Linked DNA regions of Mus musculus: all the other regions are linked to region 6. Evidence: chromatin contacts called from public ChIA-PET, HiChIP or PLAC-seq, Micro-C and promoter capture Hi-C data. All regions are on one chromosome and are shown on one strand. Each heading gives the region's core, a stretch centred on a gene start, on an enhancer-like site or on the middle of the called end of the contact. The rest is flanking DNA. Distances are from core to core; before and after follow the strand shown. Region 1 holds the start of 1810034E14Rik (RIKEN cDNA 1810034E14 gene). Region 2 holds the start of Ctsl (cathepsin L). Region 3 holds the start of Cdk20 (cyclin-dependent kinase 20). Region 4 overlaps Prxl2c (peroxiredoxin like 2C). Region 5 holds the start of Fbp1 (fructose bisphosphatase 1). Region 6 holds the start of Ptch1 (patched 1). Region 7 holds the start of Cdc14b (CDC14 cell division cycle 14B).

The links. Promoter capture Hi-C pulls out the DNA fragments that hold promoters and counts their contacts. A called contact is a pair of places that touch in the nucleus more often than the background predicts. ChIA-PET counts read pairs in DNA pulled down with a chosen protein or histone mark. HiChIP or PLAC-seq counts read pairs in DNA pulled down with a chosen protein or histone mark.
Region 1: an H3K4me3 HiChIP or PLAC-seq map of bone marrow-derived macrophages shows a contact between it and region 6, with 6 times the contacts expected there. The contact joins the promoter of 1810034E14Rik here to the promoter of Ptch1 in region 6. A contact is called at or near these places in 1 of 39 promoter capture datasets (the C10 cell line), 1 of 484 Hi-C or Micro-C datasets (CD4 T cells) and 2 of 115 datasets of contacts at active chromatin or transcription factors (bone marrow-derived macrophages and memory CD8 T cells).
Region 2: a contact with region 6 is called in a promoter capture Hi-C map of pre-B cells, with 3 times the contacts expected there. The contact joins the promoter of Ctsl here to the promoter of Ptch1 in region 6. A contact is called at or near these places in 4 of 39 promoter capture datasets (cranial neural crest, hippocampal neurons, liver and 1 more), 1 of 484 Hi-C or Micro-C datasets (uterus), 1 of 115 datasets of contacts at active chromatin or transcription factors (pancreatic cancer cells) and 1 of 9 other capture datasets (adipose tissue).
Region 3: a promoter capture Hi-C map of liver shows a contact between it and region 6, with 4 times the contacts expected there. The contact joins the promoter of Cdk20 here to the promoter of Ptch1 in region 6. A contact is called at or near these places in 2 of 39 promoter capture datasets (both in liver), 2 of 484 Hi-C or Micro-C datasets (CD4 T cells and myocytes) and 1 of 115 datasets of contacts at active chromatin or transcription factors (pancreatic cancer cells).
Region 4: an RNA polymerase II ChIA-PET map of memory CD8 T cells shows a contact between it and region 6, with 6 read pairs. The contact joins the enhancer-like site here to the promoter of Ptch1 in region 6. A contact is called at or near these places in 4 of 39 promoter capture datasets (hippocampal neurons, liver and pre-B cells), 6 of 484 Hi-C or Micro-C datasets (CD4 T cells, cardiomyocytes, embryonic stem cells and 3 more), 3 of 115 datasets of contacts at active chromatin or transcription factors (bone marrow-derived macrophages, memory CD8 T cells and pancreatic cancer cells) and 1 of 9 other capture datasets (liver).
Region 5: a promoter capture Hi-C map of liver shows a contact between it and region 6, with 3 times the contacts expected there. The contact joins the promoter of Fbp1 here to the promoter of Ptch1 in region 6. A contact is called at or near these places in 4 of 39 promoter capture datasets (the C10 cell line, embryonic stem cells and liver), 1 of 484 Hi-C or Micro-C datasets (liver), 1 of 115 datasets of contacts at active chromatin or transcription factors (double positive thymocytes) and 1 of 9 other capture datasets (adipose tissue).
Region 7: a Micro-C map of embryonic stem cells shows a contact between it and region 6, with 9 times the contacts expected there. The contact joins the promoter of Cdc14b here to the promoter of Ptch1 in region 6. A contact is called at or near these places in 1 of 39 promoter capture datasets (hippocampal neurons), 1 of 484 Hi-C or Micro-C datasets (embryonic stem cells), 1 of 115 datasets of contacts at active chromatin or transcription factors (bone marrow-derived macrophages) and 1 of 9 other capture datasets (embryonic trunk).

The regions. Positions count from the first base shown.
Region 1 is chr13:64,247,340-64,250,579 of GRCm38.p6, forward strand. 1810034E14Rik (RIKEN cDNA 1810034E14 gene) reads left to right here and starts at 1,361. Exons shown (of 3, transcript NR_045798.1): 1 at 1,361-1,864. All of the region lies in intron 1 of Cdc14b (CDC14 cell division cycle 14B), which reads right to left.
Region 2 is chr13:64,368,260-64,371,786 of GRCm38.p6, forward strand. It overlaps Ctsl (cathepsin L), which reads right to left and starts at 2,261. Exons shown (of 8, transcript NM_009984.4): 1 at 1,977-2,261; 2 at 769-905. The coding sequence starts at 894.
Region 3 is chr13:64,430,837-64,434,412 of GRCm38.p6, forward strand. It overlaps Cdk20 (cyclin-dependent kinase 20), which reads left to right and starts at 1,717. Exons shown (of 8, transcript NM_053180.2): 1 at 1,717-1,834; 2 at 2,141-2,254. The coding sequence starts at 1,760. It overlaps 1700015C15Rik (a long non-coding RNA gene), which reads right to left and starts at 1,600. Exons shown (of 3, transcript XR_873594.1): 1 at 1,518-1,600; 2 at 415-569.
Region 4 is chr13:64,297,579-64,300,907 of GRCm38.p6, forward strand. The region is part of intron 4 of Prxl2c (peroxiredoxin like 2C); the gene reads right to left. Among named protein-coding and RNA genes, the nearest start is that of Prxl2c, 13 kb to the right of the region's middle. Within about 2 kb of position 1,708, at least 6 of the 459 cell types and tissues checked have an H3K27ac peak or open chromatin away from gene starts, as enhancers often do. A contact at or near this core is called in memory CD8 T cells and regulatory T cells, where this site is marked.
Region 5 is chr13:62,886,220-62,889,875 of GRCm38.p6, forward strand. Fbp1 (fructose bisphosphatase 1) reads right to left here and starts at 2,063. Exons shown (of 7, transcript NM_019395.3): 1 at 1,655-2,063. The coding sequence starts at 1,824.
Region 6 is chr13:63,563,919-63,567,613 of GRCm38.p6, forward strand. It overlaps Ptch1 (patched 1), which reads right to left and starts at 1,817. Exons shown (of 24, transcript NM_008957.3): 1 at 1,444-1,817. The coding sequence starts at 1,602. RefSeq lists an enhancer at 2,376-2,555.
Region 7 is chr13:64,273,098-64,276,559 of GRCm38.p6, forward strand. Cdc14b (CDC14 cell division cycle 14B) reads right to left here and starts at 1,891. Exons shown (of 14, transcript NM_172587.3): 1 at 1,494-1,891. The coding sequence starts at 1,653.

The DNA.
Region 1 (3,240 bases), core at 111-2,610, 680 kb after region 6:
TTCTTTTCTTCAAGTTCTTAAACAGGTGTCCCCAGCCAAGACCCAACTCCTTTCTGATGAATTCAAAGATGGCTTGTTTGATTTTGTTGTGTCCCCCCCACCCCACCCCATGTTTCAGATGGCAGAGGTGACAATGTGTAACTTCAAAAAGTCTCTTTGGTGAATATTAATAAATAAGCAAAGCTTTAAAGAAGAAATTGTCTTAATCTTAGTAAGGACCATGGTGGTAGGTGATTATTTCATGTAGTGGTACTGTTTCAGTTTCTGCAGCAACTAGACTAAGAAATTTCAGGAAATTCAGCATACCTCTGATAGCTAGCCTATAACCATGCATTAAGTTTACGATGACACACTGAAAATACATGTAGCAATACATGAAAATACATGTTGCTGTTTACAACTATAGAACACAAGGTGGTATGTTTATACAATTAATCTCATAGATACGTATTTTTTAAATTGGAATCACTGCTTTGGGTTTCTTATAAATTGCTGTTTAAAATCAAGGTGAATGTGAGGGGAGGCCAGACTGGGGTAGAATCTGTGTTGCATGAGTCAGATGCTGTGGAGTTCAGCAAGAAGGGAAGTGATGTTCAAAGGCTCCATCCATCTTTATTCCCACCAACCCCCAGAAAAAGGCAACATCTTAACAGCACTCAGATACCTACACCCAAAACATGGCAAAAATCAAAGTGGTAAGAAACAAGAGCCGAGACGTCCTTTTCTCAAATGGTACTTTAAACTTTCCAATCTGTATCTCCTCTCTCAGAACAGCTGCAAATATCTCCTAGTAAATGCAACAAACTTCTTGCAGCCGCATTCAAATGGGTGACAGGGCTTTGTCCTTTCTAATCACAAATGACCTTTGATCTTTGGCTGGACTGGGAATTTCACCAGCTCCCACACAGGGTGGGTGGAGAGGCTGTAGGACATAGGGGTCACAAGCACATTAAGGCACATTAAGGTTTACCCCCAAAGTCAGTGGACCCAGAAAGGAGGCCAGTTGGGCTCCTAGGGCAGCAAGTCGCTCCTCCAGCCATCCTAAGTCCTGCCCCGTGCACTCACCTCGGATCACCTCGGCCATCAGAGGGGTCCCTGCGCCCTCCCGTCTCATGACTCCAAAGCATCTGGAAAGCAGGGCAAGAGAAGGACCCGCGAGTCTGGGATGACCGCGACGGACGGACGGGAAGAAAAAAAAAGAAAGTGTGACCACACCCCCAAAGTCTAAAAAACAGTGAAGTTTAAAGGGCCGCGCCCATGCATGGGCACGGAAACGCCCTGGCGGGTGACAAGCAGCAGACTGGGAGCCAACCCCGGAAGTCCAAACTCTAGGACGTCCCTGGGGCAGCCAGGGGCCAGTCTCCTGCAAAAGGGGCCAGGCCCACGGGCAGGCGCGACCAGAGGTCAGCCGCCCTGCAGAGGGAGAAAGAGAGAAGGAAAGAGACCTGGCCCACGAGCACACGCAACTAGGTCCAAGTGTCCTGCAAAGGAAGAAAGCAGACACACAGGCACGCGCGGCCAGAGACCAGATGTCTTGAAAAGGGAGCGACTAAGCTAGCTTTGGGTACACTGGGCCAGCTCAAAACCGGCTGGCCGGTACGACCCAGGCACGCGTGATAAAGGATTTAGAGGCCAGGCCGGCGCAACCTTCCCCACAAACTCGGTCTCCCGCCCACCACCGCTGCCTGCCACCAGGGGGCACTCCCCGACCCAAGCAACGGAGAGTCACAGCTCAGATCAGACAGGCCTGCACCTGGGCTCTTGCACCAGAGTTCGGAAACTGCCAAGTGACTCTGCTGGAGTTGGACATGAATATAATCCAGTACGTGGAGGCAGAAAGAGGAAGGAAGATCAAGAGTTCAAGGTCAGTCTCCCCTAAAGAAAACTCATCAGGTAAAAGTACTTGCCCTTCAATGTTGTAAGCCTGAGGACCAGAGTTTAATGCCCAGAAACCACTCTACAAAGTTATCCTCTGACCTCCCCACACAGTGGGGGTAGGGCGCACAAATTTTTAATTAAAATAAATGTAATACTCCGGTCATTTGCTATGTTAAAGGTATGGGGATGGTCTAAAAGCAAAACAGTTGATGTGCTTCCTAGCAACCATTCACAGTTTTCAGTCTATGTTCTTAATCTCAAGGGAACAAGTTAACACACAGGATGGGATGGAGTTGACCCCACTTTTGTTGGGTGTCATATGGTGCTGAGTCTGTAGATCTTTATTACCTCCCCAAGTTTTCCCAAACTTTCTACAGAAAAGTGCTGAGAAGTGAAAAGTCGCCAATGAAAGTCCCTTGAAAGAAAATGAAAAGGGCAAGTTCTCCTAAAAATGACACATTATTTGTGATCCCCAAAGACCTGCATATTTCTTAACCTTATTCTAGAATCTCAGATGTATCAGACTGAGATCATGACCTACCTCTCTCTCTCTCTCTCTCTCTCTCTCTCTCTCTCTCTCTCTCTCTCTCTCTCTCTCTCTCTCTCTCTCTCTGTCACACACACACACCCCACAGCAGTCAGTATGGGGCACGGATTCTTTCTATACTTGTACCTGTAGCTCTGGCTGTCCTAGAACTCACTCTGTAGACCTGAGTTTGGCCTCACACTCAGAAATCCGCCTGCCTCTGCCTCCCAAGTGCTGGGATTAAAGGCGTGCGCCACCACCGCCCTGGCGATACATTCCTTAGTTTTCACAGTAATAAACAATAAGCAAGTCAAGAATATTCTAAATTCACCAAGCAAACCCAGTTTCAATTATATTATTACAAAAATTACAGAAATGCCATTTTAAAGTTTGAGGTTTTTTTTTTTCTTTTCATTATTATGTGTGTGTGGCAGTCAGAGGACCACTCTTTGAGGTCCTTTCATCTCCTGCCACCTTGTGAGTTCCAGTGACCAACCTAAAGTCATCAGGCCGTCTTGCAAGCACCCCTACCCGTGAGGATGCCTTCCATGTGTGCCTTAAAACCTGTGTGCCTGCAACTACTGACACCTAAGTCAGAAAATTGTTAAGCAGTTTTAGCATTTTTTAGAGCAGATGACCCAGCATGAAACAAAGGAGAGTAAGAAAGATTTATGCCTTTTTATAGCTTTTGAACTTTTGGTTACATATTATCTATTCAAAAGGGCAAGATTTTGAAAACTAAGCTTGCAGGGTAATGTTTATTCAAAGCTAAATTCATATTGAGATGTGAAGCACTTCATGAGGCTGCCTGAAGAGGGCCCTCTCCACACACTGAA
Region 2 (3,527 bases), core at 1,011-3,510, 800 kb after region 6:
CAGTTTTCATTTTTTGTTAATAGACAGGGGGAGCCAGATGTTGGCACAGGCTTTTAATTCCAGAGGCAGAGATGGTGCTGGAGAGATGGCTGTGTTTAAGACCATTTGTGGAAGACTCAGGTTTAATTCTCAGCACTCACATATGTTACTTTTTTTGAGACAGGGTTTCTTTTCTGTATAGCTCAGGCTGGCCTCAAACTCAGAAATCTGCCTGCCCCTGCCTCCCAAGTGTGCCACCACTGCCCGGCCATATGGTACTTTCTAACTAGTTCCAGAATGTACACAATACCCAGACATAAGTGTGGTATATATCACGAGTGACATATATCTCACTAACTAAATCTTAAATAAAAAAACCAATCCATCTGACCAAATGGATCTACTGGAACAGGAACAGCTACACACTCTGAAAGGCACCACTCCTCCCGAAAACACACAAAGGGATGTATGTGCTCTACTCTGCTCACAATGGATGTATGATTGGGCTATTCCTGCTAAGAGCTGGCCTCTAGAGACTACTCTCTGGCTATAAACTTCTGAGGGTTAGAGAGGGGGGTTGTGGGGGGAGAAAGAGGTGGGCAGTGGTGGCACATGACTTAAATCCTAGCACTGAGTTCACAGCCTGGTCCACAGAACAAGTTCCAGGACAGCCAGGGACACACAGAGAAGCACTGACTTGGAAAAACAAAAACAAAACCCAACCAACCAAACAAACACTTCCAAGGGCAAGGAAGACCATTCTCTCTAGACAATGTAAACACTACAAACCGTGCCATACAGTCTTCTGTGTGTGGACTTCCACTGGTGCCACTCTGCACTAAAGGTTTGATCAAATTTTGGAGTAGCTAAGGCTGTTCCCAAGCAGAGGACAGCCAAAAGGAGTAAAAGATTCATGGTTCAAACACCTAGGGAAGGAAAAAGAGGAAATGAGAATCCCACGGAAGCTTTCTCTTTTAAGGACAGTTTCTCATGTAGTTTAGGCTTTAAACTTTTTCAATGACCCATCTCTCAAGTTTAGGGATCCATGAGCCACCAGCCCAGCAGTAAACCGTTCTGAGTTGAAGCATCCTTGCACGTGTTAACAAATGTGATTATGAGTGGAGAAAAACAAGTCAGGAATTAATCTTTGGAGGTTCCTAGACTCTAGCTACTGAAACAAAAACAGCCTAGTAGTCATTGGAACAGGGGTAAACCCTTTTCTCTTGCTTTTTTTTTTTTAAGGATTTATTATTATACATAAGTACACTGTAGCTGACTTTAGACGCACAGAAGAGGGTGTCAGATCTCATTATGGGTGGTTGTGAGCCACCATGTGGTTGCTGAGATTTGCACTCAGGACCTTTGAAAGAGCGGTCAGTGCTCTTACCCGCTGAACCATCTCGACAGCCCCCCCCCCACTTTCTCTTATTATAGCGCCACGGTAGTCTTAAGTCTTCCGATATTGTATGCGTCAGAATCTTAAGAGGACAACTGGGTCCAGGTCATTTATTGACAAGTATTAGTGACCCCAAGTGGGCATACAGGAGTACCCAGAGGGTGGGTTGCCACCACACACTTTAACGCACAGCTGCACATCAGGCGAACTGAAGCCTCAAGGCGATGCCTCCTTATGCGATCTCAGTTCGGGTTAGGGGCCAAGCTGGGCCCGTCCGGGGGAGAGGGGGATGGGCGTCCGCTCCGCGCTCGCGGCCACCGCCCGCGAATGTTATGGCGGCACAAGGAGCCCTGGGTCCCGTGACCAGCTTGAGGGGGTCCCGCTGTCCCTACGGGTCCCGGCAGCCCGGAGTCACATGACCTGATGAAGACCCCGCTCGACAACAAGGGCCTATCACTTCGGGGAGGCCGAGGACACATCCTCGAGATCCTGGCCCATCCGGGGGTCTCCAGTCCGGGTTGCAGATGCTATGGTTCCCACATTCTAGATTCCCCTACCTGCCCTTGCTCGGGAAGCCTTTAAACCCGCGGGGGTCACTCACCTGAGGCGGCTAGCTGCGCACAAGAAGTCTGCAAACTCGGATCCCCGGAGGTCGCCGAGGTCCGAGAATCTGGAGGAACAGCGCCGGGCTCAGGCTTTAAAGCCTCTCAGGCTACAGCCCCGACAGGGCCCGCCCCCGCCCCGTCATTGGCTATGCCTGCCTCGGGGCGGAGCCTGCGGGAGTCCGGGCGCGTGACGCCGCCGGGTCGTAACCTGTCCTGTGGTGCAAGCCTTGGGGCGAGGCTGATCCACTTTGGAGGGTCCACGCCAGCGTGGTGCCTTGGTTCTGTAAGAAAAGCGTAGGAAAAAAAAGGCCTGCTGTGGAATTTCCACCTCAGCCATACCTTTCCTTTTGTATGAAAGTTGTAGATTAAAATGTGCAGGGTGGAGAGTTGCATAACCCGTGGTTTCTGTTTAACCCACAACAATGCTGATGTAAGTGGAAGAAGACAGAGCGGAGGACAGAGTCACCTCTCCAGGGTCTGGCTGGACGGGTGTCCATAGAATTTAGATCAGCACGTGGCTTCTAACGCCGCACTTCCTGCCTTACCTATACATGGATTGTTCCTTAGGAGCATTTCTCTCAAGTCTGGTAGAAATTCTTTTCGTGGCAGGCGGGGACGCGGCGGTGGGGGTGGGGTTGTAGGATGGTGGCTAGAAAAGAAAAGAAAAAAAGCGGTTGAGAACGATGGAGACTGTTTTCCTACTTTACATTATGAATTGTTTTTCTTACTTTCAATTTTTTTCTTTCTTTTTCCTTTTTTTTTTTTTTTTTGTCTTTTCGAGACGGGGTTTCTCTGTGTAGCCCTGGCTGTCCTGGAACTCACTCTGGAGACCAAGGCTGGCCTCGAACTCAGAACCGCCTGCCTCTGCCTCCCAAGTTTTGGGATTAAAGGCATGCGCCACTTCTGGAATTTGATAAATTCGCTGGAAAAGATATAAGTATGTGTTTGAGATAGGGGTTATAGGGTTTAATAATGTAGACCAGGCAATCACAGGCATCCTGGTTTTGCCTCTCAAGAGCCGGGATTAAAGCTATCTCCGAGCTATCCGCTTTAGTTTCCTCTTCCTCACTCAAGAAGAGTAATATTTAATAGAAGGCTGTAGTTGTGTAGCTTGAAGAAATTACTTGGATAGAGAAAAAATATATATACAGGTATAGGTAAGATTGAAAGAAAATAATTCGGTAAAGTGTAATTTTTTTTTAGCCATATAAGATTTTTTTTATTGGCTATTCTGTTTAGAAGCTTTATAATATTTGAGTTTGGTTAATTTCAGTATGTGATTTTTAAAAATTTGTATTGTCTTTTTTTTTGTTTTGTTTTTGTTGTTGTTTTTGTTTTTGAGACAGGGTTTCTCTGTGTAGCCCTGGCTGTCCTGGAACTCACTCTGTAGACCAGGCTGGCCTCGAACTCAGAAACCCGCCTGTCTCTGCCTTCCAAGTGCTGGGATTAAAGGCGTGCGCCACTACTGCCTGACTTGTAATGTCTTTTATAATAGTATTTAAAATATTTTCTGAGACAGGGTTTTCAGTGTAGCCTTGGCTGTCCTG
Region 3 (3,576 bases), core at 467-2,966, 870 kb after region 6:
TGCTACAATCTCCTTAATTCAGAGGTAATTAGCCAATGAAAGCTACACTCAGCATACAATCAAGGATAAGCTCAAATTCCTGGGCTTCTGCCCCCTCACGCTCCCTCTACCCCCTAGTCCACACTTGGATTTCCTTTTTCTGATTTAAACCTAGGCGTAGTGTGTGCCACAGGTATGGCAAAAACTTTCACTTATCTCATTCCCTGAGAAGAGGGTCCCACAGCCAGTCCATAGAGCCTGGCTAGTTTCATATTCTATTTAAAAGTTTCGTTTCTTTTGGGTTTGAGAAAGTCTCACACTGTAGCTCAGGCTGGCCTGGAACCTGAGGCAATCCTCCTGCAACTCCTAGTCTCTCTAGTATTGGGATTGTAGGGAGTGAGCAACCACCCCTGAAACACTTTTTAACAAACGCACACAAAAGTGGTAATTTCTTGGCATCCTTGCCTTCCCACGTTAGTGTAGGTTCTTCTCCCCTCTCTTCTGTCTTGATTTCTCCACAGCTTTACCATGTTAGCAGGTAACCTTGTCCATACTGGCTTCGTACTTGAGATTCTCTTCGTCTTGGCCTGCTGGATACAAGAGTTATAGTCAGAACAACTGTATCAGGTTTATCATCTACGTTCCTGATAGTAATCATCCTAAAGGGTGTAAGATATCTTATTGTGGTTTGATTTCATTTTTCCTAATTAGTAGGGGTGCTGGTCGTCATCTCATATACTTGTGGACACCTCTCTCTATTTTGAGATAAGGTCTCTTATTAAGCAGGATGCATCGCACTGTGTAGATTAATAAGACCCTGTCAAGTACTGGGACGGCAGATGTGATTTAGAGCAACCAACATAGGTGGTACAGGGAGTCGAACCAAAGGCTTTTGTTCACTCTAGGCAAGCACCTCACCAAAGGAGCTTTATCGTCAGTGCTAGTAAGCTTTTTAAAAAAGGTACTTGGATTCATGATGCCCTTTGGGGACCAAAGACCCAAGTGATTCTCCATGTGATGGTTTGTATATGCTTGGGCTAGGAAGTGGCACTATTAGCAGGTGTGGTCTTATTAGAGTAGGTGTATCACTGTGGAAGTGGGTTTTAATACTCTTGCTGTCTGGAAGCGAGTCTTCTCCGAGCAGCCTGCAGTTGAATATGCTCCTCCTGCAACATACCTGCCTGGATGCTCCATGCTCCCTCCTTTGATAACAAAGGATGAATTTTTGAACATGTAAGCCAGTCCCAATTAAATGCTGTCCTTATAAGAGTTACTTTGGTCATGGTGTCTGTTCACAGCAGTAAAATCCTAACTAAGACACTCCACGACTCAGCTCTGTGCTTGTCTGCAACAATGATTTGCGTCAGTTACAAAGAGGCCTAAATGTAGAGAGCGGCTGAGTGAGTGCCTGCCACCTGATACTCTTGCTGGTTTCTGGAAGTCTTCCACCAGATCCACCTCCCTACCAGAGGCTCCGCCTCTGGGCGAATGAACACACCCTTTACATGCGTAGCCCTGCCCCTCTCAGCCCCACGCACCAGCGTTTCTTGTCACGTGGTGCTATGGCCACGTCCTGGAGCGTTAGATTACGATAGAGTGACTGCCGAAGGCTGCGGAAAGGTGCTGCCTAGAGGGGATGCAGATTCCTGACTGAGCTCAGCACTGGTCTTTCCGGTCACGTGCTTTACGGAGCAGCTGCTAGACGCGTTATTGCTAGGCAACGCTTGCAGGAGCCTATGCTGGATCCCTGTAGAGTAGGATCTGGGCACCGCGGGCCGACATGGACCAGTATTGCATCCTCGGTCGCATCGGGGAGGGCGCCCACGGCATCGTCTTCAAAGCCAAGCACGTAGAGGTGAGACCATGCCGCACGTGCAGTCCGAGGGATGCCCACTGCGCTCCCTCTGCAGTCTTTCCGTGTAGAGATCTGCTAGCGCGCGCGGGCGCGCCTCAGAGGTCTCTTTAGGATACTTGGCGGGGTCCCATCTGTGGCGATCCCGCTTCCAGCGGCCGGACTGCGGGAGCGCGACCCCTGGCGGTCGGTTCAGATCTTCCCGACTTAGGGGCGGGTCTCTGTGGGGTGTCTCGCTCCTGGGGTGTTCTCTCCCTGCCCCTACCTTGCCAAAGGTCTCTGGCAGTGTCGGCACTCTTTCCTGCACAGACTGGCGAGATCGTTGCCCTCAAGAAGGTGGCCTTGCGGCGGCTGGAGGATGGTATTCCTAACCAGGCCCTCAGAGAAATCAAGGCTCTGCAGGAGATAGAGGACAGTCAATATGTGAGTGGGGCTGGGCTCAGGTGGTCATGCAGGGCTCGGGTGAACAAGACCGGTGGCAGGTTCCAAGACAGCAGCTTCTCGACCACTTTCATTCATTTCCATCCCTCTCTACTCACCAGTATACACTTTAAAGGAGTCCTTTCTAATCCCCATTCTGCCCCCTCCTGCTTACTCCTTATTTATGCTCCCAGATCCACTCTCACCTGAGTACTTAACCCTCCCATTCTCTCTCATTTACACACCCATTGCTCATATGTTTATGCATCCCCCCCCCTTTAACTATTGTGTGTGTTTCTTTTTGTTTTCTCCTTTCCTTCCTATACCTGCTCTCCCACCTTCCTTATGCTAGACAGGTGCTGGGCCATTAAATTATGCCCCTAACCATGCTGACTTCTCAGCAGTTTGCACCCGTTGAGCCCCTACTTTGTTCTGAAGGATATCTTAAAGACTTTCATGTGTGGTCACCCTCCGTTCACCCTGCTTTTCTCTCTTTCTTTCTTCCTTTCTTCCTTCCTTTCTCTTTCTCTCTCTTTCTCTCTCTCTCCCTCTTTCTTTCTTTCTTTCTTTCTTTCTTTCTTTCTTTCTTTCTTTCTTTCTTTCTTTCTTTCTTTCTTTCTTTCTTTCTTTCTTTCTTTCTTTCTCTTCAGGGTCTTTGTTAAGCACAGGGGAATGCTTGGCTTTTATCATCAGCTCATGGGTCTGCAGCTGAGTGACACTGCCAGAATGCCCCTGGGGCCTCCTAAAAATTCTGGCCTGTACACAGCACTAGTGACACTGAGGAATTGGTCTCAGTCTGATTCCTGAGAGCTTATGTGTGATGGAATCAGTTTGTGTGCTCCTGTATTGTGAAGTGTAGTGGTGTGTGCCTCAAAATTTACTGCAGATGAGATATGTGTTCATACCTCATCTTTATAACATGAGATATGTGTTTATATATGTGTACTGTGTGTAACATGTGTACTGTCTGAATGTAGGTGTGTATTTTTATTTGTTCCAATGCTGGTTTACTGCCAAAATAAAACCTTCACTAAGGTGGTTCCTTTTTGTTGTTGTTGAAAATAAAAGGGCTTTCCAGGCAGCTTATGTGTGGGACAGGTGGTTCAAGACCCATAAGGATGCTGATGATTGACAGCCGTCCTGACGTTGCCATTTTACCTGGTTAATTAATTTATATTTAACTTTATGCGTAGGAACATTTTGCATGTGTTTATGTGTGTGTACTGTGTGTGTGCCTTGTGCCCATTGAGGCCAGAAGAGGGCATCATATTCCCTGGAACTGGAGACGGATGGTTGTGAGCCACTATGTGGATGCTGGGAACCAA
Region 4 (3,329 bases), core at 458-2,957, 730 kb after region 6:
TCTCCCATTGCAAACTGAACTTGGGTCCTTTGCAAGAACACCGTGAACTCTTAATGGTGAAGCCACCATCTCTCCAGCCACGCAAACCTTCTCTATTGTGCCCCGCCCTCCTTTCCTTACTCTGCAATGGAGATCACAGCACTGAACTTTCCACTGACCTTTTCCTTCTTTGCAACACTGGCAAACCTGTCACTCACACTGGCTCAGATGTCCTTTTCTATTGCACAGAAAGGCATTTGGCAACATCCTTGCCTTCTACACCAGCTAAATTCGAGTAACACTGGTCGCCGAGCTGGACAACCAAAAACATCTCCAGGACAAACATACTGGAAGGGGGTAATGTCCCTTCTGAGGACACTGTCTTAAAGGAAGAAGTGCAACAGACCTGACTCATCTGCCAGAAAGGACATCGGTGACCCATTTCTCAGATTTGTACCCCTTCTATCTTAACTTCCCATGTATACTTGCTGATTTCTCACCGCATGCTCCTCTCCAGGACATACTCTGCTACACAGGCAGTTAATGATTTTCACCTTTTTCTCCTCCTGGGCCTATGACTAGGCTGCTCCCTCCAGGTTCACTCCCATTAGCCTTGGAGATGTTCTAGCCAGTGAGTAAAGTAGCTGCTTCCTGGCCAGGATCCCCAAATCTCCCTCCAAGTTCTTGGAAAGCTTGGATTGGAAATGACAGTGCCACAGGAGGGCAGGGCACGGGCCTCACAAGTGCTGCTTGATGCCTGTCATTTTCTACTGTTTTCACAATGACTGACGACGATTCTGCTCTGTGACTAACATTCCTGCTCCATTTGAGCTGAGAAACTCGGTATCTGCTCGTTTTAGAACTATTTTATCTCTTATTCTTGCCTTGTTTACACCAGACTTTAAGCTCTAAACTGATGACTGTAGAGAAAAACACTCAGGCCTAAGCTTACCTTCCCCTACTGCGCCATCCTGACATCCTTCTGGTCAGTTTGACTCCAGCTACCTGTGCCAACTAAGCAGAGCCTCAGTGGAGATATATTCTCCCAGAAGATAATGTCAGGTCAGACAGGCGGGAAGCTAAGTCGCATGTTGGGGCCCTACTTAACAAAGACACTAACCACAAGCCTGGGTTGCTTAATTTTAACAAATATTTATTTACAGCTTATGTAGATGAGTGTTTTGTCTGCATGCATGTCTGCACAGCAGAAGACTGTGGCTGGCTATAAAGTGGGATTCTCATAAACCCTATTGGGATACAATGAATTTTCTTGAGTGGCTCAACAGAATCCAAGCAGTCTATGATAGTTAATTTTAACTTTCAATTAAACTGAATTGAAATAAATTAAATTGACATGATCTAGAATCGTCTGGGAAGGGAGTCTCAGTGAAGAACTGGTCTACATTAAATTGGCCTGTAGACAAGTTTGTGGGGAATCACCTTGATCAGTGTACCCACTGTGGGTGGCACCATCCTCTGGTTAGGAGATTTTGTATTATTGGTAGAGAAAGGAGGCTGAGCATAAGCATACATGTGTTAATTCAAGGCCCTGGCTCTTGACTGAGGATGTAACGTGATCATACAGATCCTACATTACACACACACACACACACACACACACACATACATACATACATACAATTCCTGCTGCCTTGAGTTCCTGTAGTGATGGCCTGTAACCCAGAATTGTGAGCCAAGTAAAATTACTCCTTTAAGCTGCATGCCACAGGATGTTTTTTATCACAGCAACAGAAATGAAACCATGACATAATCACTTAACACTTAGACTTAGCATAAAATATCTAAGTGCTTTAACTTTTTAAAATAAAAAAAATGTTTTTCTGCCTTGTGTTTTTATTTTATTTCATTTTATGTGCATTGATGTTTTGCCTGCTTGTATGTGTGTGAGGATGTCTGACGTAGGGATTGCAGGCAGTTGTGAGCTACTGTCTCAGGGTTTCTATTCCTGCATATGACCAAAGAGCAAGTTGGGGAGGGAAGGGTTTATTCAGCTTACACTTCCACATTGCTGTTCATCACCAAAGGAAGTCAGGACTGGAACTCAAGCAGGTCAGGAAGCAGGAGATGATGCAGAGGCCATGGAGGGATGTTTCTTACTGGCTTGCTTGAGTGCCAGTCCTGACTTCCTTTGGTGATAAACAGCGATGTAGAAATTGTAAGCTGAATAAACCTTTTCCTCCCCAACCTGCTTGTTGGTCATGATGTTTGTGCAGGAATAGAAACCCTGACTAAGTAGAAACCCTGACTAAGACAAACTGGTACCAGCATAGGAGGGTATTCCTGTGACAACCTGACCATGTTTTGGGGAGGACCGTGGAAGGACTTTGGAATTCTGAGCTAGAAGAGCCATTAGAATGTTAAGATCTCTGTGTGATGTTCTGTAAGAGCTTGGAAGATAATGTTGAGAACAGTGCAGAAGATGGAGGCCTGGCTTGTGAAATTTCAGAGGGAAGATTAAAGACTCTTATCAGGGCCATGTTTTGATTGTGAAGATTCTGTGGTTTTGGTTAGCTGGGGCTGAAGATTCAGCTGTGATTAAAAAGATACCAGACATACTAAAACAAACCTTTGTGTTACTGGGACTACTGATGCTGGTTAGCTGGAGCTAAGAAATTAGCAGTAATTAAGAAGAGACCAGGAAAAAAAAAAAACAATACAGACTACATAAGATACAGCCCACAGATTTCAAAAATTCAAAAGGCTCAACAAGCTGAAGTGCCCAAGTAAGGATGTCTCAGTCCCACTTGGGAGAGAGAAGAAAGCAATCATTAAGTGGGGAGGGAGGGAGGGAGGGACTTGGGAGGGAAAGTGGATGAGGAGGAGGGGAACCTTATCTGGTATTGGGTGAGGGAAAAGGACTGAAGCCCAGAGGGCCTGCAGAAAGAATGTAAACAGGCAACCTCAGGAAATAGAAGGTTAGGGGGAGGAACTACCCGCCCCCCCCACCCCCCCACCACCCCCCCCCTGAGAGTGCACCAGAGACCTGGGAGGTGAGAGGCTCCCAGGACTCTCAGGGAAGGGACCTTTGATAAAATGCCTGACAGTAGTGAGAGGGAACTTATAGAGCTCACTTCCAGCAGGAAGACAGTACATCATGTGAAGGATGAGATTGCCATCCCACAGTCACACCTCTGTTTCTGTCTGAAAGAATTGTTTCTGTTTGAAAGAATTACAGGGATGGAAATGGAGAGGAGCCTGAAGAAAAGAAGGCCCAGCGACAGGCCCAAAGTGGGATCCAGGTCAAAGGGAGGTCCCAAGGCCTGACACTATTACTCATGCTATGGAGTGCTCACAAAAAGGGACTTATCATGACTGCCCTCCGAAAGACC
Region 5 (3,656 bases), core at 813-3,312, 680 kb before region 6:
TACCATTGTCTGAGATGTGAGTTAAAAAGTGAGATATCTTGAGGGTGATTAACCTAACCCTAGGTCTCTCTGGGGTTGTGGCAAGTACCAGTGCATTTTTAGAATAATGTAAGAAATGGCAACTGTCGTCTCTCACAAAACCCCCAGGTTCTGAGAGAGCTAAATCCTTGAGCTGTAAATTTAATTTGAAGTGAGACTTTTACCTGAGTGTGCTGGCTGAAAGGCTCCTTAGGGCTAAGAACACAGCGAAACAGTGAGGGAGTCATCACTTCTAATATACATGTCCCTAGCTTTCTCTAGTAAGGCTTAGCCTTGCTTGGCATCTAAAGTAAACATCACCAGGTGTTTTACGCTTAAGGATTATCCACCAAGCCTCACAGCAGAACCAGAGTTTTTCAGAAATAAATGCACACATAGCTAACACAGGCCACACTGTTGGAGGAGCATTTAAAAATCCATTTCAAAGGATTATATGTTCAAGTTAGCTACAAATCTCACATATCAGTCTCTCATTGCTCGTAGGAAAAAAATTTTTTTAAGTATGATATTTGTTAAGAAAGTATACCGATAACCTGAAAACCCAGGTTCCATTCAGTTGTGTGAAAACCAGTTAGGTCCCAAACATGTTGCTCAGGCCAGAACAAAGTACAGAAGTGTTGTGTAGTTTAAAAAATGAAGGTGTTCTGAGACTCCATGTTTCTTCATTTGCTCCTACCTACAGTACAAAATATGGACCATAGCATTAAAATCACCCACCATGCCTTGAATCCCCACTCAGGAGGCAGAGGCAGGTAGATAACCCCTGAGTTCAAGGCCAACTTGGTCTACTCACAGTGAGTTCCAGGACAGTAGAAGCTACATCGTGAGAACCTGTTTCTAACCCTAACCTTACATAGTGGACCTACATAGTGAGACCATGTCTCAATAAATACATAAACTTCTTCTTCATCTTCTTCCTCCTCCTCCCCCTTATCATCATCACCATCATCTACCACAGGGAACTTTTCTTATTCAAGGAGGGTCTGCATAACAAAGTCCCCAGATGGTTCAGGGGAAGGAGATTGGATTCTTGGCTTTATCAAAAGCAGTCTACTACTTCTGCTCTGTCTTTAAGCTCTTAATAATTGGGCAAGATCTGCTCCTAGCATTAATGCAAACAGGGAGAGATTTTGGTGCTCAGGAGGTGAGTCTACAGCTGGCTCCAGAAAGAGGGAGCGCCCGGAATACTGTGTGGCGGCTCCCTTCCAGACTGATAAGTGGTGGGATACTCTTTATGGGGCTTGTCTAGGTTAGGGATGATACTGAATTAGAAGCTGAATTTGGGATTTCAATTTCCAAGGAGAGTAACAGAGGTTAAAAGAGAAATGGGGAGAAAGGCGCAGGTATTGGCACTTTAGAGAGTCCCGGGTGGGCAGCTGGTAAGTCACTCACTTATACCAGGAATCTGGGAGGAGCGAAAAGGAGAGTTGAGACCAGAAGAGATCCGGCAATTGTGCACCAGGAGAAGGGAACGAGGGCTGTGTGCAGCAGAGCAGAATCTTAACTGTCAGATGCGACACTGGCAACCAGACCCATCAGGACCCAGCAGGGGTCCAGAGAAGCAGACCCCAGTCGTTCTAACGGATAAGATGCGGCAGCCAGAGGCCTAACTCACAGCTGTGCGATGCCCGCCTGGCGCACCGCAGACGAGATGGCTTTGATCGCGGTGCAGAGCGAATTCAGCAGCTGGGTCAACTCCCCCGTGCCCTGAGCCTTCCTGCCCTGCTCCATGACGAAGCGGGTCAGGGTGCTGATATCCGTTTCGAAGGGCGCATGGTTCGCCATTGCTGGGGTCTGGCGCAGGTGCTGGCTAAAGGTGCTGACTAAAGGTGCAGGCAGGTGGAGCCCACAGGTGATAGTCACAGCGGGAAGACTGAAAGCCGTTCAGTGTCTGCAGAAACTCAATGAACTTGAGTCCTGGGGGAGCCTATAGTCTCCAGGTCTCCGCCCCCCTGTCCCAGGAAACACCCCCTTGCTCCCTTCCTCTACCAACTGCCATTCTGCCCGCTGGCCAAGGTCCTCCTAGCCTCTCCCTCCCTCCGTTCCATGCACCCTCCCCTAGATGCCAAGCTGACAACGCTACTTCCTCCTCTGTTGCCCCACCGCCCACCTTGCCTCTGGGCTACCTGCATGGTTATCTCCTCCAATGCCCGCTATAACCTGCCAGAGAGGAAGGCATGATGGACTCCTCCTCCCATAACCCTTCCCCCGTCCCACCCACCCACCTGCTTAAAATACTAAGCAAATTCAGGGAGGTTGAGTAACTAGTTCAGGGAAAGCCGCACTTGAGCCTGAGGTGGCTTGGTTTCGATCCCTACCCACTGCTCTTCCTGAACCATCACTGTCTCTTCTGACCCATCTCCTGGGAAATGGATTCTCCCATCCACATCCACTCTGAATCCTTAATTGTTGCCTCCTCCCAGTTTCTAGAGTTGGAGAACTGTTGGGAACCTTAGTTTCTAAGTGTCTTCCGCAGAGAAAACTAATGCAGACACAAACAGCTATTCTCTGAAGTCAGGCTGTTCCGCAGCCAGCGTCCTTACCCGTGCCTGTTCTAGCTGTCACAAGTCATAGGCTGATTTGTAGAACAATTAATTACTGAGCAGGTACTGTGCACCAGGACACCGGCTTTCTTTGAGGTCAGAGCCCAAGGAGTACAAACTCCTGCCCTTCTTGAGTGTAAGATTGACAAGTAACAAAAAGAAACAAAAACATACCATGGATCAGTTTGCTACAGGAGCCACTTTGGCATAGAGAATCATGAAAAGAGAAAGATAAATAGAGAATGCTGGGAAGAGTAAACTGGGGTGTCAGGGAAAAGTTCACTGGGAAAATAATATTTGAGCAAAAAGCTGAAGGATGCAAGAGAAGAACCAGAGTGGACTTGTCTGTGGGACTGGTTAGCCAGCCAGGCTAGTGCAATCAGCTAGCACCAAGCTTATCAGAGACCATCTCTCAAAACAAGGTAGACAGTGCCCAAGGAACAGCGCCCAAGGCTCACATGTGTACCCGACAGCCACACAGACACCAGGAAAGAAAGGAGAAAAGAGAGAGAAGGATGATATTATGACAGATCTCACAAACCATAGCAAAACACTTGTGGGTTCTATTCACAGTGCTGGAAGAACCTGTGGAGGGTTTTAAGCTGGAAAGCTATGACTTGCTCTGTTCTACATGATGAAGGAACAGACTGCAGAAGGTCAAGAGCTGAAGCTGGGAGAGCTAGCAGCGTGCCTTCCATCTAGCCTGTTTGTGTTCCCTGTCTGATGTACAAAGATTGCTATCAAACTGGCTTGAAGCTTCCGGCCCTGCCCTGGGCCCACTGCTCCTTGGCACTCTCTTCCAGGATCACCCTCTCTGGGCACACTGCCTCTTGGCATGCCCTCCACTGCCACCCCCTTTTTCTCAAATTCCTCTTCTTCACCTACCTGCCCCACCCTGTGCTCCAGTGACTCATTTTCTTAAGAAATGACCCTCTCCTCCCTGAAAAAGACAATATTGAACAGTCTGATGGTCACACCAGGGTGGGATGGAGGATGCTGAGCCATAATACAGTAGCAATAATGAGCTCAACAAAGTCCACAGAGATCCCTGAGGCTGAGATGGCCCTCAGGGAT
Region 6 (3,695 bases), core at 567-3,066:
GCGGCGCAATGCCTCTCCCTCGGACTGGAACCAGGACCATCCAGAGGAAGCCCTGGGGGCGTGGGGGCCTTGGTTGTAAATCAGTGAGACTGCAGCGTGGGAACTGTACTCTAGGGACCAGGGGGCGCCCCCACGCGTGGCCTGAGCGCCAGTCCTGAATGAGACTTGGGGTGCTGGGGAGAGAGGCTAACTGAGAAGCCACCACCAGCAGCCATGGTTTAGTACCGGGGACCTGGAGGGAGGGCCTGAGTGATCCTAGCCGAGAAGCCCAACACTAAAGAACCCCCAGGAAACGTCCCCCCTTCCCTAAGTCCTGCTCCAGCCTGTGGCCTCCTCCAGTGCCCCGGAGGCCGAGTGAAGGGCGCAAGCGCACTTAGGGACAATCTACAGCAACCGTGGTCCATCTGGCCCCGGTGTGGCTGTACGCGAGGTCCACGTGGTGAGCCCCGCAGCCAGAGTTCGGTCCACACTCTTTTCCACAGCCTTAGGAGACACCGCGGGAGCTCAGTTAGGAAATGCGGCAGCCATCTACAACTTACACTATTTGTGCTCGGAAGAGGGCGGCCACAAGGATCTTTCCTCCCTCTCCCATTCCCTCCTGGTGAACTCTTTAAAATAGCCGAGTGCACAAGGAAGAGGCCCAGGCCGGCGCCGGCGGGGGTCCTGGCTGGGCGCAGGCTGCTCTCCGGGCGGCGGAGCCCGGGGTGCTGGCCAGGGCCCCTGCGGGCCCCAGGCTAGGTGCTTGCCTTCCCCGGATTCCACACATTTCAGCCAGCCTCGTAAACACAATGAACCCGGCCGTTCCGCACACCCGTACCGAAGATTTAAGGTGGCAACTTGTTTACAACTGCCCCCCTCCCCGGCAGGCTGGGAGAAGAGGCGGCCCAAGACCTGGAAGAGAGGGGACGTCCTCTCCCGAGAATAATTTTTAAGGGAGCAGAGATTTCAAGCTCAACGAAAGCAGAACCGGCTGCCAAAAAAGGAAACCACCTTTACTTTGGCTCCCTCCCCTCTGTCTCTCTCCGCCTCTCTCCACTCCGCCTCCCCCTCAAAGAGGTTAAGAAATGTGGCAACGCCGAACTTTAGGCTGCAACCGTGGGCAGGGGCGCGGGAGAAAGGCGCTGGGGCCGAAGGCAGTGCCGCATTGCGGCCGCCCTGGAGGTGGTCCACTCAGGACGGTTTCCAAAGCTCCGGAAAAGGCACACCAGGGAGGGCGTGTGCGCGCGCACACACCACACACACGCACGCACACACACAGGCACCCCTCCACCCCCTGCGGACCTCAGACAGCCCTTTCCTCCAAAGTCCGGAGGGAGGGTTTGAATTTTTCAACCTTCACTTGTCTGCTGCTTTCTCAGGAGTGTGTGTGTGTGTCTGTGTGGCAGGGATCCCAAGGAGGAAGAAGAGGGAAAAGTGAAGAGGGAGGAGGGGACAGAAGTGCACCTTGGAAATCTGCTCCAGAGCGAAGGCGGCGTCGCAGTAGCTGGGCCGGTGCAGATAGTCCCGGTCCGGCGCGGCGCGGTGCGGTCCCCCGGTCCGTCTGCGCCTCCCGCCGCCGGCCTGCCTGCCCAGGGCCCCGGCGGCGTTACCAGCCGAGGCCATGTTGCCGCCGCCGCCGCGGGCTCCGGGCGCGCCTGGGCGCTCGGCTCGCGAGGACGCTGCTGGCCGCCGGGGACTCCGGCTCCGGGTGACAGACCCGCTGCTGCCGCTCACACGGCGGGCGCTGCGGGTGCTGCGGCCGTGGCCGCTGCCGGGGACTCAGACCCTGCGCCTTCCATTGCCACATTGCGCGTGAGTCCCGAGGTCTTTGCGGCCGCCGCTGCCCACATCCAGCTCGCGGGAAGGCGAGAGCCGGCGCTTCCAGGGCGCGCCTCGCGGTCCCCAAGTCCCCCCCAGACGTCCCCGCCCCGCGCCGCGACCCCTTCACGGCAGAAGGCGCGCGCAGACCCCCGCCGCTCGCGCCGGCTCCCTCGGCGCCCGCTGCGGGCGACGCGACGGTACCCGGCGAGTCTCAACGATGCCGGGCCGGGGCTGCCGCTGCTGCTGCTGGTGCTGCTGCGGCTGCGGCTGGAGTTGGCGGTGGCGGCTTCTGAAACGGCTGGTCGCTCTCTGGCTGCTGGGTTCGCGGTGGCTGCTCGGTCCCGGACTCTGCTTTCTTGTTCTCCTCACCGACCCGCTGGACCATTCTGCCCCCGCGCCGCGCGCTTCTTTCGCTACCGGGACCTGGGGACTCCGCTCTGTGTGTGTGCAGCGGGCAGCGGCCGCAGCAGCTCCTTGACTCAATAGATGAGATGGAAGAAGAAAAAAAAGAACTCTCTCCATTTGGAGAAAGAGGAGGAGGAGGGGAGGGGGTGGAGGGGGAAAGAGCGAGCGAAAGAGAAAAAGGCTGGAACTCCCGCCCCCGGGGCTGTCAGATGGCTTGGGTTTCTGCAACGCGATTGGCTCTTGGAGGGCAGAAATTACTCAGCAAACATGACTATTATTAGCTGCTTAGCAACAGCTCACCAAAGTAGAGAGACCACCCAGGTAGGCAACCCCCGTGTGTGCATCCCAGGCTTGGGGGTGGGGGGGCGCTCGCTCAGCGCCAACCCTCTCGCATGCAATACTTCCATTAAGGAATGCTCCCCCCTCCTTTCTTTCTTATTTCTTTTCTTTTCAACAGTGTCTTCTTTTTCGAGACGCCTTTTGCGAGCGCGCGCGCACACACACACAGACACACATACACACGCACACACTCACACGTACAGGAGCATTTGCCTCGCAATAGACATGAGGGATAGGTAATATATTTTTTTAAGCGCTTAAACAATTTCTGAGATTCCTCAAAGAAAACCCTTTTAGAGGCACTTTGGCCTCAAGCTGCAGCAAATACTGGGAGGTCCGGCTTGAATTCCCAGGCCTGCACCAATAATGACAGGGTGGTGGATAGTGCGCCAGTGTGTGCCAATTTTTTTTTCTCCTCTTTTCTTTTATAACCAAAGGCAAGACTTAGACTCTCGCAGGGAACAACGCCTCGTATTAAGATAAACAAAATGGAAAGTTAAAGAGGCGAGCAAGGATGTTGGGAAAAGCCAGCCCTTTTAAAAACCCCTCTCACTCCTCTATCGCCCCCCTCCAATACACAATACAGTCCAATTTGAAAACGTCTATAAGGAGACTCCAGACAAGTCTGCTATTTTATTTGAATTTTTAATATATAAAAAGCAAATCTTTTCAGCAGGCCAGAGAAATGGAAATGAGAGATTTCCTGATATTTGGAATTCGTCTGGATCCTCATTAATTAATCACATTCTTAAAGTCAGTTTTAAACTTTAAAACAAAATAAAGCTCGATACACACCCTGTAACATTTAATAGCGTGACGTAGAAGAGAATAAAGGCTTTGATGTGGAATTCATTTTAAACAAATTGTTCATAGAGCGCTACGATTTGTCCTGATATTGTGTCCAGTGTCACCAAGACATTCAGGGGATTCACAACAACAAACAACAAGAAGAAGAAAAATGCGTAGTGGGGAGGGGAGTGAATGTTGGAGCCAGCAACAAATTAAACTGTCTACACAACTACGCTCTTTAAGAAAAAAAAAAAATAACACTTAAGAAAGCACATTCCATTCTCCAATAAGTTTTGAAGTTCCTCCTCCCCGCAGTAGACACCAGACCCAGAAACACGGGATTCTGCTACGTCCTATTATTT
Region 7 (3,462 bases), core at 641-3,140, 710 kb after region 6:
TTACAATTTTTCTTGTTGAAAATCACCTAAATATTCAACAGAGAACTGCCTAAAATGTTCATAAAACATTTAAAACTATAAACGCGTTTAAATCCATAAACATTTTTTATAGTTTAACCCTTTAAAGCCACACACCCTTTGGCTTACAAAGCATTTAAAATCAAATGAGATTTTGAACACATCAATTGGAGGCTAGCATTCTGCTATGAAGTACCGTGCAGAGCAATGCAAAAATCAATCGTATACCATCCTGCATGGGTTTGCAAAGAATAGATACATATGTGTGCCAGTGGAGGATATTTCTGGAAAGATTCACGAGAACTTGGCAACATCTGTTACATTTAGGGGGCACTTCTTTGTCTTTGCCACAAAGTTTTCTCAGTATACTCTGTGTATCTTTACAATTTAGAGCTATACGAAAATAAGTTTGCCCCATACAAAAAAAAGAGCAGAAATAATGTGCAGATTCAACCAGCACGAAGTCTCTGGAAGGAACCCGGGCAAGGGTGTCTCCTCCTTCAGGGTCACACACCGGTAGACCTGGGCAGACACTAGTCAGGGGCTATAGTTAAAACAAGTCCTTCGTCTTCCTCCTTCAAACGCTAAAAAAAAAAACCCTTTCCTCTCCTCTCAGCTTCCTTTAAAAACCGGTCTTACTTTCTAGTTGCCCATTAATCTAGAATATACTTTCTACTAAATTTGTTTGTCTAAACACTTCCTAAATAAATAAATGTCACCAATCGAGAGCCCACCTAGCAAAGTCCAAGTTCAAGTCTTGGAAACCTTTTCTAAAAACCCCACCAAGAGGTGGACACCATCCGCCCCAGAAAACGCGGCACCTTCCTTCAACCGCGCAGGCAGCTATGCAGCTGACAACGCTTTTCCACGTACATCAGTACAACGAAGGCAAAGCTCTGGCTTCTCTATCAACCCCAGCAAACCGAGCGGCTGCCAAAACGGATTTCTTTCGTCTTCAAGAACTGAGACACCAAGAAAAAAAATCACCCTCGAAAGCGGCTATTCTACCCGCTCCGGCTGGCGGGGATTTCTCAAAAGTGACACCTCTGAGCTCTTAGCACGCTTGGTGGTTCAAACGCCATCAACGTGACACCTTTCTGGAGGCACGAGAGGGAGGGCAAAGATCCCTCAGGAGGCCTGAGAGGGCGCGACAGCGTGGGGGGCGGGGGGGGGGTGTCGGACGGCCGGGGGCTCGGGCCGGATCCCACGCGTTGCTAAGGCTCAGCGAGGCTTTGGGCCCTCGGGACAGCAAAGACCAGCGGGACTCAGCAGAGGCTCGGACTCGCGTGGGAACAACCGCGCCGGCTCATCCCGCGATGAGGTGGGTTCGAGGGCAGAGCCGCCCCGCTCCCGAGGCCGGACTCACTTGCAGGAGTGACCCCTCGGCCCATCTCCGGTAAAGTTGCTACCGCGGGCGCACGGGCGACTAGAGGCTCGAGGAGGCGCGAGCCTCGTGGGGGTGTGGCGGGGCTCACCCGTGATGTCCAGGTACAGGTCGTCCTGCTGCTCCAGGCGGTGCAGCTCCTGCGGCGTGGAGCTGCGGCTCTTCTTCACGCCGGGAGAGGAGGACGAGCTGCGGCGTGAGCAGGGGGGCGCGGTGGCCCAAGCCGAGCGCCGCTCGCTCTTACGCTTCATGGAGGCGGTCGCGGCCCGTCAGGGGACCGCGACCATGGCCCGGCAACCCGGCCCGGGTCCTCGCGCTGCGTCTCCCGCCGCCCGCGACCCGGGGGCCCCACAGCGCTGGCCGGTGGCTGGAGCAAAGCGCGCGCTCCCTGGGACGCTGCTGCCGTGGCGTCCGAGCTCAGCGGGCCGCGGCTCCCGGGGACCCCCAGGAGGGATGTTCCGTGGAGCTTCATTCACAAAAAGAAGGGCCCACAACCCTCCTCGGGGCCTACCGGCTCGGGCCGCTCATTGGTCAGTGCGGCGTGACGTCACGCAACTGGAGCCTTCCTACAGGCAGGTACTCGGTGACGCCATAAAGAAAAGTCTGAGCGCTTCCGCCAATCGGGCAGAAAGCGTGCTGGCGACCCCCTTGGTGGGACCCCTCTAACTTTTGTCTCTTGTGTCCAGGTGTTGACGCCTCAGTCCCCAGTTCCTCGAGTGAGTCTCCGAGTTCCTGCACAACCCTACCCTAATAACTCCACTTCGGATCTTTGAGATGGAATTTTTTTCTTTTTTAAGTGTTTCTTGGGTCTCCCCTGTAATTCGCGCCAAGGGAGCCTTGTCATGGCCGCCTGCTAGGAGAGTGTGTAGGCTGCTGAAACGGTCCTCAGCTCTGTGGACGCAAGGCAGAGTGGACCTCAGAACTTAGAAGTTCAGACCAGCGCCGTTTTCCCACCTATCCGATCGGATCGGATCGATAAGGGCTTCTTAGCGTCGGTGAAACCACCTGGAGATGCGATTTACCGCGGTGGTTTGAACCTTCCGACACCTCACCTCGGAACCCAGGAGCGCGCTAGCTCTCGCTGTGGGTAGCCGAGGTGGCCACGGTCCGACTTAGCACGAAGTGTTGGAGCATGTGGCCAGCTGAGCAAACGGCCTTTTCTCCTTTGGGTCTGCAGTGGTACCGCCCCATATTTTGCTACTGGGTTAAAAAGATATCAGATCTTTCTGGAACTTGACCATAGCTGCCATTTTGAAGAGCCCAGCTTCACGGTAGCATCTACTTGGGCGAGGAGACTGGAAGCAGTCGGTAGTCCCAAAGTCCCCATCGGCAGGACTGTAGTCAACAGCGATTTAGTCTGAAAGGGAAGTCAAGAGTCAGAGGGATAAATTTCAGTCCCTCCTCCCCTCCCCCAAAGAACCTCTCAGAAATGCAGATTTCACGAAGTTCCTTCCCCTAGGGAAGGCTTCTTTTGTTTTGAAGCCCTACCTTAAGCCTGCTGCTTCGGAAAAGATAAGATATGGGACTGGCTTTCCTTAGCCAGGGGCCCTTAAGAACCTGCTTGTTCACCTTTCGGGTTTCCATAGGACATCAACGAAGGCCTTACATTTAAAATGTCTGTAGTGTTAGCAAAAACTTTTGCCCAGGAAGAGAAAGTCCTTCACACGGTTCCAAGGACTCACAGTAGAAGGGCCACCAAATGTCACAATCAGAAATTTTATGAAAAGTTTTTTTTTTTTTGGTTTGTTTTTTTTTTTTTTAACCACCACTATAATCCATAGGATTACATGGAAGAAAGTGTTCCACTACACAGCCCAGACTGGGCTGAAAATGGCATCTGCCTCTCCAGTGCTGGGATTCCTGGTGTGAGCCACTGCAGGCACCTTACTGGATTCTCCCTCCCTCTCTCTCTCTCTCTCTCTCTCTCTCTCTCTCTCTCTCTCTCTCTCTCTCTCTCTCTCTCTCTCCCTCTCTCTCTCTCTCTCTCTCTCTCTCTCCCCCCCCTCTCTCTCTTGTGTGTGTGTGTCTAGTATGTTCCTTTTTTTTTTTTTTTTTTTGAG